Regions from separate parts of the Sus scrofa genome. Here region 2 is linked to region 1. The links are chromatin contacts, called in public Hi-C maps. All regions are on one chromosome and are shown on one strand. The core of a region is the stretch at or near the end of the contact, and the rest is flanking DNA. Distances in the headings are between cores, read along the strand shown. Region 1 overlaps MYRFL (myelin regulatory factor-like protein). Region 2 overlaps CNOT2 (CCR4-NOT transcription complex subunit 2).

The links. Hi-C and Micro-C count contacts between places; a contact is called where the count stands out from the background.
Region 2: a Hi-C map of adipose tissue shows a contact between it and region 1, with 2.7 times the contacts expected there. A contact is called at or near these places in 9 of 47 Hi-C or Micro-C datasets (adipose tissue, embryonic fibroblasts, fibroblasts and 4 more) and 1 of 2 datasets of targeted methods (skeletal muscle).

The regions. Positions count from the first base shown.
Region 1 is chr5:34,153,697-34,159,393 of Sscrofa11.1, reverse strand. MYRFL (myelin regulatory factor-like protein) reads right to left here. Exons shown (of 25, transcript XM_021091985.1): 10 at 4,604-4,694. Among named protein-coding and RNA genes, the nearest start is that of MYRFL, 89 kb to the right of the region's middle.
Region 2 is chr5:34,488,589-34,494,607 of Sscrofa11.1, reverse strand. All of the region lies in intron 1 of CNOT2 (CCR4-NOT transcription complex subunit 2), which reads right to left. Among named protein-coding and RNA genes, the nearest start is that of CNOT2, 21 kb to the right of the region's middle.

The DNA of each region.
Region 1 (5,697 bases), core at 2,639-5,138:
ATGTGCATAGTAACCACGGTTCCACCTATAATCAATTAATCTGCTCTCCTTAGTGACACACCTGCAGAGCCGCACAATTCCGAGGGAATGCTGTTCACAAAGAATACAATGCAAATGGCGCCCCCTGCAGACACTTGGAAGAGGAAGCATCATTAGCAGTAATTTGAGGCCATTCAAGTTTGGAAAGGAAAGCTGAAATGTCTTTGCTTCACCAATGCTTGGGCTTCGAAACAGCAGCCAAAGAGCAAAACAGGAATGCTTGAGCTGAGGAAGACAGGTCATAAGAAGTCCATGTTTGTACCTTTTGAAAGGACTATGGAAAAACAGGCCTAGAAATACTATCCACCAGTGCTCCTCAAAGCGGGGTCTGCAGGCCAGCCGTATCAGCATCTCCTGGAAGCTTGTTGGAAATGCATATTCTCAGGGATCTCGGACCTACTGAATCAGAAATTGAGGAGGTGGGACCCAGGTATATGTGTTTCTATAAACTCTCTGGGGGCTTCTTATTCTCAATAAAGTTTAAGGACGACTTCTTTAGGCCATTCACTACCTCCCTACTACTATAAAAGGGGTCACAAGTTACCCCTTCTATGCTTAATAGGTTTTATTGAATCCCACCTGCAAAGTGAAACAGACACTTTGGGTAAATAAAAATTCAGTGGAACTCCAGAAAAGCTGTGTGTGTGTGTATGTGTAGTTTGAGTGTGTGTTGGGGGACGACAGTGAGGTTTGTGGTCAGAAATGGGCAAGAGCCAGTAAAACAGAGATGGTACCTGTAATGGCCCTGTTCTCCCCTATCCCTTTCCATCCTTGCAACTGCCTTGTTTCTCTCATCCTTCCCAACCCTGGGTGTTGGTTTCCCACCTCCAGGCACTGTGGTTGCAGAGCAATAAAGGGGGACTTATTTGGGGGGGGGGAATGTGCTCATTTCTATTCTTCTGGAATAATTTATTTGTTTTCAGAATTAGGAAACCTTGGTGTGTCTTTGAAAGGCAGACAAAAGTAACCATCCCTCCTGCTTGCAGCACAATCTTTCAAGCCGGGTTTAATTATGTATTTTAGAAGAAAAGTAGAGCTGAAGGAAAGCCTAGTCATTAACAAGGAGAATCTGAAAGAACTCTGCTGGGGAATGCTCCCCAAAACAAAGAGCTAGGAAATCAATCTCTTCTTTGGAGTAAACTTTAATTTCCATTAAATTGGTTGATTTATAGTAGGAGACCAGAATATATTTCCAAAGCTGTTCCCCCCCCCCTTTATTTTTGTCTTTTTGCCTTTTCTAGGGCCACTCCCGTGGCATATGGAGATTCCCAGGCTAGGGGTCCAATCAGAGCTGTAGCCGCCGGCCTACACCAGAGCCACAGCAACACCAGGTCAGAGCTGTGGCTGCAACCTACACCACAGCTCATGGCAATCCGGATCTTCGACCCACTGAGCAAGGCCAGGGATCGAACCTGCAACCTCATGATTCCTAGTCGGATTCGTTAACCACTGAGCCACGACGGGAACTCCCTTCCCCATTTTTTTTTTAGTGCCACACCCAAGGCTTATGAAAGTTCCCAGGCTAGGGGTCAAATCAGAGTTATAGCTGCTGGCCTACACCACAGCCACAGCAACACAGGATCTGAGCAGTGTCTGAACCTACACCACAGCTCATGGCAATGGTGGATCCTGAACCCACTGAGGGAGGCCAGGGATCGAATCCACATCCACGTGGATACTAGTCTGATTCATTTCCACTGAGCCACAATGGGAACTCCTCCAAAGCTATTTTGATTGACAACTCAGATGAACATTTGCTGGATCCTGCCCACCATTCTCTCTTCAAGGAGAATTCTGACAACCCCTCCTAGAAGCCTGAAATTCATCTACTCCAACCTTCCTACAATCACCCTTATGTTAATGTCTGCTCTGGGGAGAAAAGACTCTTAGGTCTCAAAATGAATCTGGACTTGCTAAATGCAATTTGCAGGTCTTCCTGTAATGTGGTCAGGTCTTGTAATGTCTTTAGTTGTCAAATTTTTCTTCCTTCATTCTGGAACTCAAACTAACAGACCCAGGCCATGGTCTAACAGGGCACACCTGGATTTTTGGTAGAATGTAAACTGGTCTGCCTTCTGCTCAATAGAAGATGCATATACCTGTTTAGTGCCCCCTAGATCCTCAGGGCAAGTACTGTATTCTGGGGACACAATGATTCAAACAAAATCGTCAATTTTTTTTTTTTTTTTTTTTTTTTGCTTTGATTTAGGGCTGCGCTCGAAGCATATGGAGGTTCCCAGGCTAGGGGTCCAATCGGAGCTACAGCTGCTGGCCTACACCACAGCCACTGCTCCGAGGGATCTGACCTTCGTCTGCGACCTACACCACAGCTCATGGCAACACCAGATCCTTAACCCACTGAGCAAGGCCAGGGATCAACCCCCCGTCCTCATGGTTCCTGGTCGGGTTCGTTGACCGCTGAGCCACCACGGGAACTCCCTCAAAATGTCATTTCTTAAATTCTGTTTTTCTCTTGGGTGGTTTAATCGTTTTATGATTAAATGAATTGAAAAGTCTGCATTCATTGTCACTCTGTGTTTGGGGGTTAGAATGAAATAATTTCAATAAGATATTTCCAGTTTGAGGGGAAGATGTTATTACTATTATTTTTCTTCTCATTATTTTTATGGTAACCCTTGTGTTACCCAACACACATATAGCATAGGACGTTCTCTTTAACCAAAAATTTTGGCAAGAAGAAAGCCATTGAATCTGAAATACAATCTTTTTTTTTTTTAATTAAAACGTAGTGAATAATATGACACCTCATCTATACTAAGTATAATGTATTTGCTTAGTATTCATACTGGATATGAGTTGCAAAAACCTTTGACTTCTCAAAGTCATCATTATGAGTTCAATTATAATTGTGCTTTGGGTATGAGAAGGTGCCCATTAAGAGAGCTGTGGTAGTAGAAGGTTAGGCGGGGTCTCCCTCTCACTTTGCTGCTCTATAGACTCGCCTGGCAGCCAAAACATAGCTTTGCAGGAGCCGTTGGCAGGAAATGGAGAACCCTCAACACCAGGTAAATTATTTAAAATATGCAGGTGACCAGCAGACTGCCTGACTCAAGCATGAATTCCACAGCCCAGAGTGGCACTTTCATGATATCCAGTCTATGCTAACTCTGAAAAGAAAGGCACCGTCTTTTATTCCTCCTTTGAGGAATCAGAAACAATAAGCCCCTTAGGTCTGCAGACCGGGTTACATCAGATTAGCTAGTGCCGCGAAGCAATCCCGGGTTACATCACATGAGGTTCACCACCCTGAACCTCGGGAACCTTGGCTCATGACCAGAAGGGGCCCTAGCTGCCTTTGTCCCAGAGGAGCCTCTGTTGCCACAGCTTAGATCAGGCCCCACAAAAATACAGCCCGGGGACGTGCATGCTGGCAGGCACAGAGCTGGCCCCCAACCCTGAACAGCTGAACAGTTGAATATTACATGTTTTAGCTCATTTCCATCGTGACTTTACTTCCATGACAATTTAGAGACACAGTTTCAGGAGCTCCACTAATAGCTGGCTAATTATTTTTCATTGCCTCAAAGAATTACACAGAGGGCCCTTTGTTTCAGAGCAGCTCAAGGAAGCAAAGGTAGACTCACTTCCCCAAACAGGCAGATCTTGTCCCCAGTCCTAAGTGTAACAGCTGTGTAAGTGGATGTGCCCATTTGAAAGGACCATTTTTCCTCACCTCCTGTGCCCTTTGAAAGAACCGTAGCAAAACAGCCCCTCCCAGGGCTGCCAGGCTGGTGGTTACCTGTTACCTCATACCCCTGGCACCTGTGGTGGCCAGCATGGCCTCACACAGCTGCAGCTGCAGCTGCCAACAGCCTTATGTTTTCGTGGCTGCCAAGACACCCGTCAGCAGCTGTGACCAATCATTCATTCAGCAAAACATGCTGAGCCATTACTATGTGCTGGGCAGTGGCCCAGATGTCCCTGGGGTCACCCATCCTTTGAGCGCGTGGAAAGCCTTCCTATCTCTTTTCCTACCCTGTAGGCTTTGGGGTCAGGGGAAACTGGGTTATAACCCAATCTCCATCATTTACAAGCTTTGTGCTCACAGATGCCTTTCCCTCTTAAGCCTTAGTCCTTCTGGGTATGAAAAATGTAACGTAAATGCAAAACTATGTAAAATGATGTCATCTAGAAATTATTTAGCCCAGGGCCTACAATATACTGTAAAACCCAGGATTTTTCAAATGTGGCACTATTGGCACTTGGGCAGGGGGGGATAATTATTTATTGTGGGGGCTGTCCTGTGCATAAGGCATTGAGCAGCATCCCTGGCCTTTACCCACTAGATGCCAGCAGCACCTCCCGTTGTAGCAACAAAAAATGTTTGCAGACATTGCCAAATGACCTTTGGCAGACAAAAGTTCTTCCAGTTGAGGACCACTGCGTAAAAACTAAAATAAGAGTATTTGCTATTACAATCATTATCTTTATTGTCATCGGCAGCTGAGAAACTGCATGCTTCATGTGCTCCATTGAATATGCAAAGTCTACCTACAGGGGAAAAAAGTATGTGGGTCCAGAAAAGTCAAAGAACTGAGCTTACCCTTACAATGATCCGTTCGGAGATGTGGGCAGACAACAGGTAGAACTGGTCTTGGTTAGCAGCATACAGTCCGACCACCAACATGAAGTATCTAGTTCAGAAACAGTAGACCAATGCCAACACATCAGGAAACAGAGACATAATTTGTGTAATCAAATGATCAATTGTGAATTTACCCAGATGGGTTTGTGTATTTAAAGTCTGCATGTTTAAAGATTTTCTCTTCTGCTCTATGTTGTCCCTCCTTTGAAACCAGATGTGAATGGATCCACTCGCTCTTGTTCTGGGTCTGCCCTTTGTCCAGTTTGAGGGACGTGTAAGCAGTTTTGCAGGCTCAAAGCAGCCTTCACTGGGCATGCATCCTGCTGGAGGCGTGGGCTCAGCCCATCTGTGCTGGCCTGGTCAGGTTTTACCCTGCTGCATTCTTAGGCCCTCAGCACAGCATGGCTCACACACTTGCACAACAAAAAGCCACCTGAGAGGTCCCTTTGTCCAGAGCCACCACCCAAGCCACACATCCCAGGCCTTAATGGATGGTGACCCAGTCACACAGGCATCTTCCTGAACTGATCTGCCCTTGGCTGTGTAACCTGTACCTTTCACGTCCTCCAGTCATGACTTTAGCCAAAGACCAGAACCCTCCCTTCTAACTGTTATTAAGGCAATCTTTCTCACTGTTATTCTAATTGCATCTTCGTGTGTACCATTGATGAGACATTTTAAAGATGAGATCATTTCTTAAAAATAAAAAATAAAAGTTTTATCAGAAAAACTTTTGCTTTAAGACTGCATGGAAAAATAAACTTCACCCACTTCTTCTCTTGTCCCTGGAGAACAAGAGTTCTTCCCTGTATCTACAGTTTGTCAGTAATAGTAATAATTGCCATGGGGGTTCCCAGGCTAGGAGTCGAATCAGAGATGTAGCTGTCAGCCTACGCCACAGCCATAGCAGCACCAGATCTGAACTGTGTCTGTGACCCATACCACAGCTCAGAGCCGTAATTTCATTTAGAACCCCCAAACAACCTTATTAGACTAAGATATGAATACTGTTCCCACTTTACAGAAGAGGAAAATGAGTCACAGAGAGATTA
Region 2 (6,019 bases), core at 3,413-5,912, 330 kb before region 1:
CATACAAAGAGAGAGAATAATCCAAAGACCATTTACTGAAATTTGGTATCTGAAGCTCAGAAAATATTCCCCAAACCATGTATGCCATACCTTAAGATGTGCCCACAAAACCAATAAATTCTCTAAAGAGTATTTAGAAAGTCTATAAATGCCCCATCAGTCTGACTTTGATATTGGGAGAAATTGTTATATATCCTTTAACTTGAAGAAGCAGATTTTGTGGTTTTCCAAAATGATAAGCTTATATCAATATGCGTTATACAGATTCTAACTTGAACCACCAACATGTAAGCTTAAAAAGGTAAGTGCATCACTCTAAAATAAAAACTCTAATAACTCAAAAAGTGCTAACCATTTAAAAAAAAGCATACACTCATATATCAACTAAAAACCCAACTATAATTGGTATGCCTTATGAGCAATAAGTTAGAGTTGATAATTCACACAATAGGGCCTAAAATTAAAATAAGCAATATTTTATCCTTAAATATTAAGATATAAATTTATAAAGTACAAGTCAAAGGACATATAACAGTAGAAAACCCTAAAGTTTAGAATATAAAAAAGAAAACCTCTACGTACGGAGGCAAGTTTTTAAATGAGGGTGAATATCTTAAACGTGGGGTGGGGGTCACAAGATCTCTAAAAAAGGAGAGGAAGGCAATCCAAAAGAAACTGGATGTATGATCTGCTTTGCTGGGAGATAGAGATTTCTACAAGTCTCCCAAGACATTATTAAAAAAAACTCTACAACTTAGAGGACTTGGAGAGAGAAACTGCTGAGGATTCTATACTTTGAGGACCTGATTTGAGACCTGAAGTGCCAAATACTTGATGCCCCTATCTATTTAATCCTGACACACTTTCTCTGAAGAAATGTCAGTAATCATAGATGATATTAATTCTATTTTTCCTGGGTATAATTTTGAGTGTCTTGTTACATGCAGAAGCCAGAAATCACATGAATAAGAGTTATACAAGATAGGAGTTCCTGTTGTGGCACAGTGGAAACGAATCCAACTAGGAACCATGAGGTTGTGGGTTTAATCCCTGGCCTCGCTCAGTCAGTTAAGGATCTGGCATTGCTGTAGCTCCGATTAGCTCCTAGCCTGGGAACCTCCATATGCTGTGGGTGCGGCCCTAAAAAGCAAAAGAAGAATTATATGGGATATAGATCTGGGAAAACTAAAGAAACATTTTTTTCAAGGCTTTCTGAGAAGCAAGAACCTAAAATGACAGTATTTATTAGAGAATAAAGTAGTGGAGACTCAGGGATACTCTGCTACAAAACTATTTCTAAAAAGTATGCATTAAGAAAAAAATATGTGTTGTTAGATCTTGTTTTTGGGTTCAAGGAAGACAAGCAGAAAATGCCAGGAGTGCTGGCATTTTACACACACACACCAATTGGGTGAAATTGTTCACTCGACAAATGTTTGATGAACTTTGTACTAGATATTGTGCCTTCACTGCCTCTATACTTATTTTTGTTAACTTTAAATCCAGAGATGAGCAGTAATGTTCCAGTCTTCCTGTCTAGACTTCAAAGAAAAAGATGTTTGAAGTTTCTATTCCTGCAAATATTAAAAACATAACTACCTGTGTAAAAACTTTGGGAAAGGGAACAACAGCATGTCTAAAGCTAGTAGAAGAAAACTAAAACTTCCTACTTCTCATACCAAGTTAAATGTGGCAAAATTTTATGCTTTCCCCAACTTTTTTTTCTTAGCTTCTTTTCTGAAAATGAGTTTTCTGGTCCTGCTATACTCTGTGGAGAATATGAAGTTTAAAAAAAAAAACAAAACAGGAGTTCCCGTCGTGGCGTAGTGGTTAACGAATCCGACTAGGAACCATGAGGTTGCGGGTTTGATCCCTGGCCTCGCTCAGTGGGTTAAGGATCCGGCATTGGCCGTGAGCTGTGGTGTAGGTTGCAGATGCGGCTCGGATCCCACGTTGCTGTGGCTCTGGCTAGGCTGGTGGCTACGGCTCTGATTAGACCCCTAGCCTGGGAACCTCCATATGCCGTGGGAGTGGCCCAAGAAATGGCAAAAAGACAAAAACAAAACAAAACAAAAAACTAACAACCTTCCCTTCCATTATAACATTAATGGTTTATTCAGTTTAAGGTTTTCCCTGTTTTACATTTAACTAATAAATTATCATTATTTCTTAGAACACTAGGACTTTAGTAATTTATGAGGTAATTTTATGAAATAAAATTTACAAGAAACACCATTACTTTTAAACTAACAAAATGCCTCATAGGGAAAATGGCCCAACATCCACCCTTAAAATACTGACTACAGCACCATTTTCCCCCCGGCCTTTCCCACCACATACTTACCTGTGCAACTTCTTTCAACATTTGCTACTCTGGGGATGGGAAAGCTCAGAGCTGGAGGCTGAAGTGAAGAAGGAAAGGTTGGAGGGTGAGCCATGGCACCAGCCCCACACTAGAAGCTCCCCTGAGATACTACGGCAGGGTTGACACCATAGCTCTGAAGTTCAAACTCCAGCAAACGATAAGAAAGGAGTCCAACCAGAACATGATAAACGATGGGATTCTTCTGCTCTTTGAAAAATAAGGAAATCATGCTATAAAGATCTGAATGTCCAGTTTCAACATTATGACTCCCTGTTCACAACTTCAATACTCCCCAACCCCAGATTCACCTCTCAGACTGATTCAAAGTGCTAATCAAAACAAAGGGAGTGCAGGGCAAGGTGCAAGGCAGTACTTTCTATAAACTTGCACGAAGAATACGAAAGGATAAGGCTTACCTGGCCATCATAAAAATGTCTAAGACAATATATTAAAATCCTCTACCTATCTGCCCCCTGAATACCTTTTTGCTCTCCTATAAATCTAAGGCTCTCATACACATTAACATCATCAACCAGCAGAATGACAGCTGGACTACTTAGATGTACTTACATTCCTAAAAATGGACCACTGAGCTTTTTAAAACCCAGGGATAACTTCTGGTATAAATATATTCATTAGGAGAAAACTAATTTCTTAAAAGTGTTCCACTTTGATAAAAGCAAATAAGGATCCCCTCAATTAAAATAACTTTAGTCAAACTAGATGGTAAAAAAAATCTCAAAGACTTTTAAAGAAATCAGTCTAAGTATAGGACTTAAACTAAATGCGACATTAATTTTGTTGAGACTGTGAATCCTCATTTTATAATATAAAAAGTAAATACTGATTCAGAGAAAACTAGATTCTATTATGACTACTAAAGCAAATAAAAACAGACGCTCATTTTGTTAAAGATAATATCTATTCGATAACAAATATTACTGAAGGTGGCAAATGTTTTGAAACAGTAAATTAAAGAGGAGTATCAGAATCCCGAATTATATTACATAAATCAATTAAAAATGAGAAGTATTCCTTCAGCAAGGGAACACAGGACCTTTAAAATTCTTCTACACATCTGGCTGTATAAATTAATTCAATAAATATTCGGTGAGTATCTACTATGAAATGTGCTAAATATTTACAATTATATTATTATATACTTTATCCATCTGAAGCTCAGAATAAAGAACCCAAATCAAAGGGAGTGAAGAAGAAAACACATTCACAATGCTCCTGCACTATTACTCTGGCCTCCAATGTCTAATTAGTGAACTTACCCTTCATTACCTCTAATCTCCCACCACTTCTCCCTTCTCTTACTGTGTTCCTGCCACACTGCCCCACTCCCCTTGCTATTCCTCAAACACAGAAGGTATACTTCTGCCTCCAGGCCTCTGCTCTTGTACCCTCTAGGAATGCTCTTCATGGCTTCACCTCACCTTACTTCAGGTATGGAGCCATTCTATACCTATATTCTATGTGAGGACTGCTCCACCTATTCTCTTTCTAAACTACACTATCCCTCTCCCAAATCTCTAAGGCATTCTTTATCCCCTTTCCTATTTTGATATCTTCTTCAAGGGATGTATCAACATACAATATATAATGCATTTTATTTATTTGCCTGAATGTCTTCTTATGCTTTAAAACATCAACTTTATGAGAAGAGAATTTTTTTTTTTTGAGGGGGCGTCTCTTCATTATTTCTCCATGGAATCTGGAACAGTGCCTGGTACAAAGTAGGTCCACAAGTTGAATGTGTGTGTCCTTCTCTCACTCAATTACATGTGGTTATCTGAGAGTTATTTGACAGTAACTAATCAAATGCAATGCTTATAGTACATGTGAAAATTTTATGAGCCTAACAATTATTTTAAAGTAACGGAATTATGTCAAAAATTAATGTTAATTTTTATGTTCCTAAAAATATATGAAAAAAATTGTTTTATGCTTTTTCCCGCTGAAATTGACAACCACTTCCAAAATACCTAATAGACTACCAGACACCTTCAGTGGCTAGAATGCCATACCATGAGAAGTACCAAATAATGATTTGGAGATTTAATTTTTTTTTCTATTTTCAAACTTTTTTTCAAGTTAGAAAAAAGTTTAAACCTTTTTAAAAAAAGCTTCAAGAGTATTTCAGGTTTAATGGTTTAATATGGGAGATAATACATGACTCTCTTCCGTCAAAAAAAAAAAAAAAAAAAAAAAAATCCCACTAGAAGAATTATACTACTTAGAGCCACTGGGCTGCACTGTAGTCCATGGGAATATGCACTCCGTGAAGTGTAGTGCTGGAACAGTTTAACACAGTGGGCCTGGTACAAACAAGCACTAACATGTACTGAGTACTTACCAAATGATAAGCATTTTACATGCATTACTGCAATTAATCAGAACAAAACCTCTATAACATGTGCTTTTACCTCAAACTGAGGTACAGAAGGGTATGGGCTACAGACTCACATTAGATTGAAAATATTTCTCTGCCAGTTACCATGAAGAATACCTAGCCCCTGCAATCCCAGTAAGGTACCAAAGGTTTCTTCTCCAGAAAAATCCAAGTGGATGGGCTCCAAACTTGGCTAAGAGTACAAGGGGTGAAGCACAGGCTTGAAAACTGAGAGACAAAGATCTACATGCTGAACTGTGGGATCCTCAAGCTTTCTTTCCTTAACCTGCTTACAGAACATGATCTATTAGATATAAGAACCACACTTCTACCCCACCTACTCCCTACATACTGCCTACCTGTGGAAAACTGAATTGCTCCAGAAAAAACAAATGTCCTAACACTATCAAAAATGAGGTCCTCCCCAATGAAAAGGCTAGCTCAACTACCTGTTAACACAGTGTCCACAAATGTTTACCCTTTCTTAAAAACTTCTTTGGAAATAATTTTAGATTTACAGAAGAGGTGCAAACGTAGGACAGAATTCCCATATAACCTCACATTTCCCTAGTGGTAATATCTTACCAGTACAAGTATCAAAACCAAGAAATTAGCTATTTACTAATAACTTTACACAGATTTCACCAGTTTTCCACTAACATCCTTTTTCTATTCTAAGATCCACATTCTATTTAGGTGTATGCTTCCTTAGTCTTCTGCAACCTTGGATTTTACCTCAGTCTTTCACACACTGATGTTATCAGTTACACCATATGCAGTAACTATACTGCAAGACATCCTGCAATTTGGTTACATCTGATGTTTTCTCATGACTAGACTGGAGTTATGCATTTTTAAAGCCGCAGAGGTGATGTGTCCTTCTCAAATATGTATGATGGATATATTCCAGCAGATGACTGCATGTGAAAATAATATGTCTTATTACAGGTGATAATAACTTTGTTCTTGGTTAGGACGGTATACTGTAAATTACTATTTTCCTTTTAAAAACAACAAATGTTTTGAAAGAAGTACTTTGAGAGCATGCAAATGCCTGTTTGTCCTTATAATTTCTCCCCATCCACAAATACTGCCTACAGCACCTATTAATGTGATGTTCTAATGATGATTTTCTATTTACTTCATTTCTTCTATACTGTATTTGTTAACTAGAATGCTTCTACAAGTAGACAAGTCTTTTAAAGATCTCACTCTCAAATATGAACAAATTGTCAAAGATTTCACCTAAGAGGCCC